2 separate regions of the Gossypium arboreum genome follow, and region 1 is linked to region 2. A link is a contact called in public Hi-C data. All regions are on one chromosome and are shown on one strand. Each heading gives the region's core, a stretch centred on a gene start, on an enhancer-like site or on the middle of the called end of the contact. The rest is flanking DNA. Distances are from core to core; before and after follow the strand shown. Region 1 holds the start of LOC108470932 (protein Brevis radix-like 4). Region 2 has its middle 18 kb from the start of LOC108470936.

Evidence for each region. A called contact is a pair of places that touch in the nucleus more often than the background predicts.
Region 1: a contact with region 2 is called in a Hi-C map of leaf, with 3 times the contacts expected there. The contact joins the promoter of LOC108470932 here to the enhancer-like site in region 2. A contact is called at or near these places in 2 of 5 Hi-C or Micro-C datasets (both in leaf).

Annotation. Positions count from the first base shown.
Region 1 is chr6:123,085,351-123,088,990 of ASM2569848v2, forward strand. It overlaps LOC108470932 (protein Brevis radix-like 4), which reads right to left and starts at 2,112. Exons shown (of 6, transcript XM_017772463.2): 1 at 1,468-2,112; 2 at 1,207-1,356; 3 at 753-1,126. The coding sequence starts at 1,332. It overlaps LOC108474009 (phospholipid:diacylglycerol acyltransferase 1-like), which reads left to right and starts at 2,136. Exons shown (of 7, transcript XM_053029523.1): 1 at 2,136-3,375. The coding sequence starts at 2,939.
Region 2 is chr6:122,949,458-122,953,127 of ASM2569848v2, forward strand. It overlaps the pseudogene LOC108470723. Among protein-coding and RNA genes, the nearest start is that of LOC108470936, 18 kb to the left of the region's middle. Within about 2 kb of position 2,349, at least 2 of the 2 cell types and tissues checked have an H3K27ac peak or open chromatin away from gene starts, as enhancers often do. A contact at or near this core is called in leaf, where this site is marked.

The DNA of each region.
Region 1 (3,640 bases), core at 862-3,361, 140 kb after region 2:
GGGGTGGGGGCTTTGAAGAGGCTTGTTCGACAAGACGACAAGGGTGAGTGAAAAAGCTTGCCAACACAATCAATCGTGTCCCACCCACCATTGATGAGGCACAATGAGTTCTCCTTTTGGACTTTTATGGGATTGCTTTTCATTAGGCGTGAAGCCTACTGTTTCACCGTAGGTCCCTCACCTAAATATCCTTGCTTTTCCTGCCGAGGTTGCTAAGGCAGTGTTTGGATGCAGCCATGACAAATCCATCACCATTTATAAGTACAAATTTTACAATTTTAATACTTATCTGTGTTTGAAACGTAAAATAATTATAAGAAAATGAGATTATACTTATTTTTTTTTAAATCAAGAAATTTAATTACATAGGAAATAAAAAATATAAAAAAATTTGAAAGTTTTAATAACTTAGCTAGTACACTCAATTCAGCAACACATAAATTGACAATCCAAACACAGCTTTAAAAAAAAAAAAAGAATGCATGTTAAAGAGTTTAACTAAATATGACAGAGCAAGTCCCAACCCAACAACAAATATTATTGTCTAAAATAATAGATAGGAATTTAAACCAAAACCATTATAACTTTGTATTATTTAACATTTTGTTCGTTTATTGATGTTAACAATAAACTAGGCAGGCATTGGAGCAGTGACGTGACTAGTCCATTTCCCAGCGAATTTCGAAAGTGGAATAAAAATTTCTTAATATGATGGAAAGCGAAAATCCAGAAAAAATAAGTGCGCGGCGCACCTGAATCGTATCCTCTTGAGATCGTTGCCGCCGCGAGGAAGTGAAACAAAGGTAATAAGCACGCCAGGCTCCACCTGAGCCACCCACTCTTTAGGCTCACTTTCTTCGACGAACACGACCGTGTCCACTCGGCGTCCGCTCAACGATTTCGGCGTCCCTTCTCCGCTCGAACTCGACATCCCTTTCAACCTTGCTTCCATCTCCTTCCCCCACGTCCTCGGCGTCGCTGAGCTCGAACTCCCCGTCCGACGATAAGGCCATCTGAACCTGTCCGAGTCCGCGTCAGACTCGCCCATGTTCCTCAACCGACTCTGCGCCGTGCAGGGGTTACAGTGCCTGTACGCCCCCGACGCCTTTAGCGCCATGTCCTTCAACTAAACCACACAGTCATTAAAGCCAAACAAAGAACGAAGAACCGGAAAACCTTGACGTCGTAAATTTGAAAGCTAATTACCTGCGAAGTGAGGGATTTGATGGCTTGGTTGTGCTTAGTGTTAGGAGTAGTGGAAGAGTCCATTTCCTCTTGTTGACTCACCGAGTCATCACCAGGTTGCTTGGAACGAGCTATGCACGTCAGCATTGTTGTTTCGAAATTCTCTGAAAGCTGAGAAATCTTCTGTTTAAATAAAAAGAAATACATTGAAAACTACATTTATGATTTGTCAGAATTTGAGAACTAGATTATACAATAAACAAGTTTTCGAGTTTACCGTACAGAGAAGCAAAATTTAATGCAAACCCAGAAATCTGAGGATCAGTGGATGGGTAAGAGAGAACTAAGGGTTTTTTTTCTTTCTTTTTTCCTCTGAAGTTTCAGGGAGCTGGAGCCCGATATTCGAGACTCAGGTAGCTCTTTAATGATGCCACGTTTAATTAAAAAGGATCAAAGATTCTCTGCGCCAACCCAAAATAAAAACAAAATTAAACAACAAAAAGGGTTTTAATAAAAGAAAAGAAAAGAGATGGAAGAGATAAAACCAAATTATAATCTCCTCAATCTCATCGAAGGAGCTATGGGTATAATGGGATAAATGCACTCATTGCACTGCAGTTGTTGCTGTATATTGGTAGTAGAAGAGTGTGGTTGGTGTAGGCCGTTGCTGGGCTCAGATGATGTTTCCTTTCCCTTTTTAATACACTGTGTGATCCGATGATGAAATGATTGGTGCGTGATGCTGATTGCTGAGCTTCTGCTTTTGTTTTTTTCTCAGTTTTCAAAAAGCCCACTGGAGAGACTCGATGGGCTTAGTCTCATCATTGGAAGGCCGAAGAACTCGTTTAACTTGGGCTATGTTATCAACTCGTGAGTGCCATTAATAATGATAGTGAGAGATTTGGCATTTGTGCATGTTGATCATTTACCATCTACCTGAAGTGGTGTGGTGTATCAGATCTTCCAACCCATTTCCAAAACAAATTTCCTTTTATTACTAATATTGAAGTAAAACTTTTGACAGAGGGTTGTCTGTTTTAGAACTAGTTTAATCATTCTCAACAACCTAGTGTTGCGGGTTTGTGTTTTTAGGGCAATTGGTCAATATAAATTGAGGCAAATTGCAGCTGAAAAATCATTGATTTAATTGCAGGAACGTGTACATCGTTGAGCGATTCGGGTCTATCTACACATATCCGCTCCCACTCACGTGGCTTCCATTCCCAAGCGTATTTGTCAGAAAGCATCTTTAGTTTTTGGCACATAACAAACATTATTAATTACTCCGAAATATTAGACTCAAAACACCTCTCCAACCTCCAATCACCGTTGAAATCCACCCATTTCTAATTTCCATCACCACCGCCGTCTGATGCTTTGACCACCGTAGTTTCTATCGTCAATCCGGCGGCTCCCAACAGATTATACCGCAGGCTCAGGCTTTAAAAAAAGTCCAAAAAGGAGACGCTAGCCTCCTTAGCCATCCCCGACCCACAGTTGGACCCTCGCCAGAGGAATCTGGAATATCAAAATAAATGAGTCTGTTTGAAGCTTAAATAAGACCCAATCTCATACTTCCACCTCTAACTCCGGTGGTGGCTGTCATTATCTTTTATTGTCACCGGCTCAAGTGAGAAGAAAAAAGCCCCCCGCCCCTTTTTTTCTTTCACAATTAATGAGAGTCTTAGTATCAGATTCTCATTAGTCTCCGTTAATGAAACAAACCTGTATTATATTTTGGCATTAAATAACGATGTCGTTTTCGCGGCGGAGGAAGGGGACGGATTCCTCGAAGTCCCAGAACTTACGGTGCAACATCGTAAAGGAAGATGAGAAGAATAACCTATACGAGAGCCCCAGGAAAGAAAGCTATAATTCCAAGAAATGGTCATGTTGGGACAGTTGTTGTTGGTTCATTGGTTTTGTATGTTCGGTGTGGTGGTTCTTGTTATTACTTTACAATACAATGCCTGCTTCGATTCCGCAATATGTAACGGAGGCGATAACAGGGCCGTTGACGGACCCACCCGGGGTCAAGTTGCGGAAAGAGGGCTTGACGGTGAATCACCCAGTTGTGTTCGTCCCTGGGATCGTCACCGGTGGGCTCGAGCTTTGGGAAGGCCACCAGTGTGCTGAAGGGTTGTTTAGGAAACGCCTTTGGGGTGGCTCCTTTGGGGAACTGTATAAAAGGTATTAGCTTTTGCCTTTTACTTTTTCCCCCTTTTTTGGGACTTTTGAGGTTTAGCTATTTAGTGTACGTTTTTCCATTCTGGGTTTTACATTTTTGAGGAATTTTGGCATGTTTGCAAGGTTGTTTTGTTTAAAAGAAAAAAAAAATCAAACACCTTTTGTGAATGTTAAAGTTCTTCTCTGATGTTTGCTTAGGTTGGAAGTTATTAGAGAAGCTTCCATAAAGCTTACTGATTTCTACATGAAATTGATGTTTGGCTTTGCT
Region 2 (3,670 bases), core at 1,099-3,598:
CTGGTACATGTTTCCCAAATGTTAAAATCCAAACGCATTTCCAAGTTGGAACACAGAGACAAAAGTAATTAGGCATAGTTACTACATCCTTCTCAAATTGTCTAACCTTGCCTGTAAGTCACTATCTATCCCACTGTCATCATTGCCAGTTGCTTGCACCTGTGCAATCTTACCATTTGCAGTTGGTGCCGCAACAGCAGCTGATGGTGCATTTACGAGCTGTTATTGGATCCAAAAAAGCAGGGTTAGTAAGGACAGCCTATTCAAGCTATATGTGCTTATATATGCTGAAAAAGAAGTGGTGAAAATAGTACCTCTTGGTTGATGTCAATTCCAATCTCGTCAAGAACCTGGCTCACCAATTCTTCTGTTTCCTCCTCTTCTTCATCCCCTTCCAAAGCATCATCGATTGCATCACCAATCACCTCACTCACCATCTCCATTTTCTCATTCTGTCTTTCAAACTCTTGCATAATTTTCTGCAGGGATGGCAAGTTCATCTGTCTGTTCATTTGCCCCATTGCCTTTGTCACACCTTTCATTGCCTCTCCCATTGCTTGTGTTGATTTCAATGTCTGGATGTTGTACAGTACAGCAAATTCAGTCGAGTTTCAAACTTTATGATTTATAAGCAATTAAAGCTTGTAAATTCACTAGGCTTCAATCTTGCAATGTACATCAGTTGCTGATGCAGTTCATTTATCCCCCAACTCTAAATAATTTCAGATGAGAATCAAGTTAATTGATGTTCCAACATATCTTCTTTTTTTCATTTTCACATATAAATTCCCATACATGGTATGGAACAGGGCATATATCAAAAGTTTTTGTAATAGCCCCTCCACAATTATAGCTATCGACTTCCATCTACTTAACAAGCATCAGAAGTGGCCATAATTTTCTATGTCAAGCACTTAGGTAAAACAAATTGCACACTTAGAAGTCATTGACACAGATAAAATGCAAGGATAAAAGTACATACTTGAATTCTAAGAGATACACCCTGGAGCTGTGATTTGAGCTTATAAAACTTTTCAATCTGATGGCGTGTCCGGATAAGGTCTTTTGCCATCCCTCAAATAAAATCCCGAGAACAAAATATTTAAAGGATAGTAGGCTCGGTGGACAGCAAAGCCCATTCATGTCAATAAGAAACATGCAGATCATATACAATAACTTTTAAATCTGAAAGTTAAAAGAAACCTACTTTCACAAGATAAGAGATGCGAAATACAATATTGAAGCTCAATTAGACAAGAAATGACTACACTAGTCCACTAATACGAAGCAAAATAGACATACACATTACTCAAGCTACCAAATTGCCGCAAGTGTAATTGATGCATTTTGTTTAAAATGAGTGAGATGAAAAAGAAAAATAACTCATCATATCTATCTGTAAAGTGGTAGAGAACAATCAGCAATAAATCGATATGATCCTAGCAAACATGTCACTCACACATAAAACTAGTCATCAAACATCGAATCAAGCCAGTACATAATCAAAATCACCAATAAAGCAACCTCATTTATACCAAAAAAATAAAAAAGGCTTCACATAACTGACTAAAACATAAAAATGCCAAGCTAATAAGCTCTCAATTAGATATACCAATTTTTTAAGAGAAATTTTAACTACACATAAGTAAAAATGTTGAGCAAAAATAGAAAACAAAATTGTAAAAAATATATGTAACACACCATCTGCCCTTGCTTTGCACTTTTCTTAATCTCAGCAATCAGTTTCTTTTCCTTGCCTTTCCCTCTCTATCTCTCTAATAGATTTGTCGAGCATCCGCTTATTTTCTCGCAGAAGCTCTGAAAAAATATATGTATATCTACAATACAAAATGACTTGAGAATCCGGCATTAGGGGAAATGAATTGAGAACCACAAAATACACAATTCACCCAATTTGTTTGCTTGATCTTTGATACACTAAAGTGACAGGCTCAATAAAGTGCAAAAACCTTATTTTTAGAAATTTGAACTAGCAAACTACCATACAATTACTCGATCCTAAAATCCAAAATTAAACCAAATAAACAAAATAAAGCATTCGAATTCCTGTCATTAGCAGAATTCACAACTATTTCTAAAACTATAAGAAACATACTACTTCAATCGAAATCCTTAATTCTAATTATTCAATTACCAAAGCCCTCAATATAAAATCACATCATCAAATTCAAATACGAACAGATCATAACAAAATTAGTAGCGATTTTCGAAATTAATACAAATTCTAATTATTTGAAAACAAAATTGATACCTGCAGGGGTATTTCTATTGCCAAACAGGAAACTCATGTTCGGTCGATGCTACGAAAACTGTCCCAAAACGATTTGGTAGTGGCTACGGCGATCTGATCTGGTATAAAAACGCATCGGATGTACACCACAAGAGATTGCTTCTTCGAGGTGGTTTTTTTTATCGCTCAGCCGCCAAGACAACTTCTTTGCTACTTTACTCCGTACATGGACAACGGCTGCTAAGGAATGGAATCGGGTATAGACAAATGGTTAATTTCTGTTATTAGTCCTTCTACTTTTAAGAAAGTTACGTGGATTTAGTCTCTATGCTTTAGTTTAATTATGTTTGATCTCTGTATTATATTTTATTTTAATACTCACTAAATAATAACAGTTAAATTGATTAGGTTAAGTTTTGTTATTTACATATTTTGGGTAGAAAAATATTATTTATGTCAATATTAAAATTTTAGATTTTGAAAAAGTATAGATTAAATAGATATAGCCTTAAATAGATTTAATCGGATCAAGATTAAAAATTTAAAAAAGTGGAAGAGGTAAAATTATAATAATCAAATCCATTTTCCCACGTGGCTGCATCTGAGTGGTAGGGTCCAGTCTTTATTACCAGGCTGGCTCTCTGAATGTTTCTCTTTGATATGGGAATGGGCCTAGACTGAAGCAGATGCTTACTCGATTAAATTGTATGGAATCAAATTGATTTATTAAATAAATTCGGTTTGTGGATTTATTCAGTTGATGTTCAAATCATACCAACGGAATAAACTCTCAACTTTTTATTCATCTAATATGTTAAAAATAAGTAAATTCAAGTAGTTTCCACTTTCCATCCATTATTTTTGTATTCATTGTTATCTAATAAAAAATTAGTAGTTTAAATGCAAACATTATTAAAAGTTCTCAATTTAATCCTTTCACATTAAAAATATAAATTTATACTATATTATGTTATATGTTATAAGTAGTTTAATTTCTATCACACAAAAATTAAGTTTATAATAGTATATAATATTACTATAATGTAAATATTTAAAATATATCATTTATATTTAAAATTTCAATAAAAATATAAAAAATTAAATTGTAATTACATAAAATTTTGTAAAAAATTCAAAATAATATAATTGAGTAAATTAATCATTTACAAATGTACTTAAATTTGGGTAAACTCTAAAATCCATAACCTAAACTTAAGCAAACAAACAATATGCTGATTATATATATATATCATATATTAGATGTGAAAAAATTTATGTAGTAAATATATTTATAAAAAAATATATTTTAAAAATCAAATGAAGATTTAGTTGAAATGATAAAAATATTGAAAATTATGGTGTTTTGGGGTTCAAATCTTGTCAAGCATATATTTTTTTAAAATTTAACTTGAAATGACA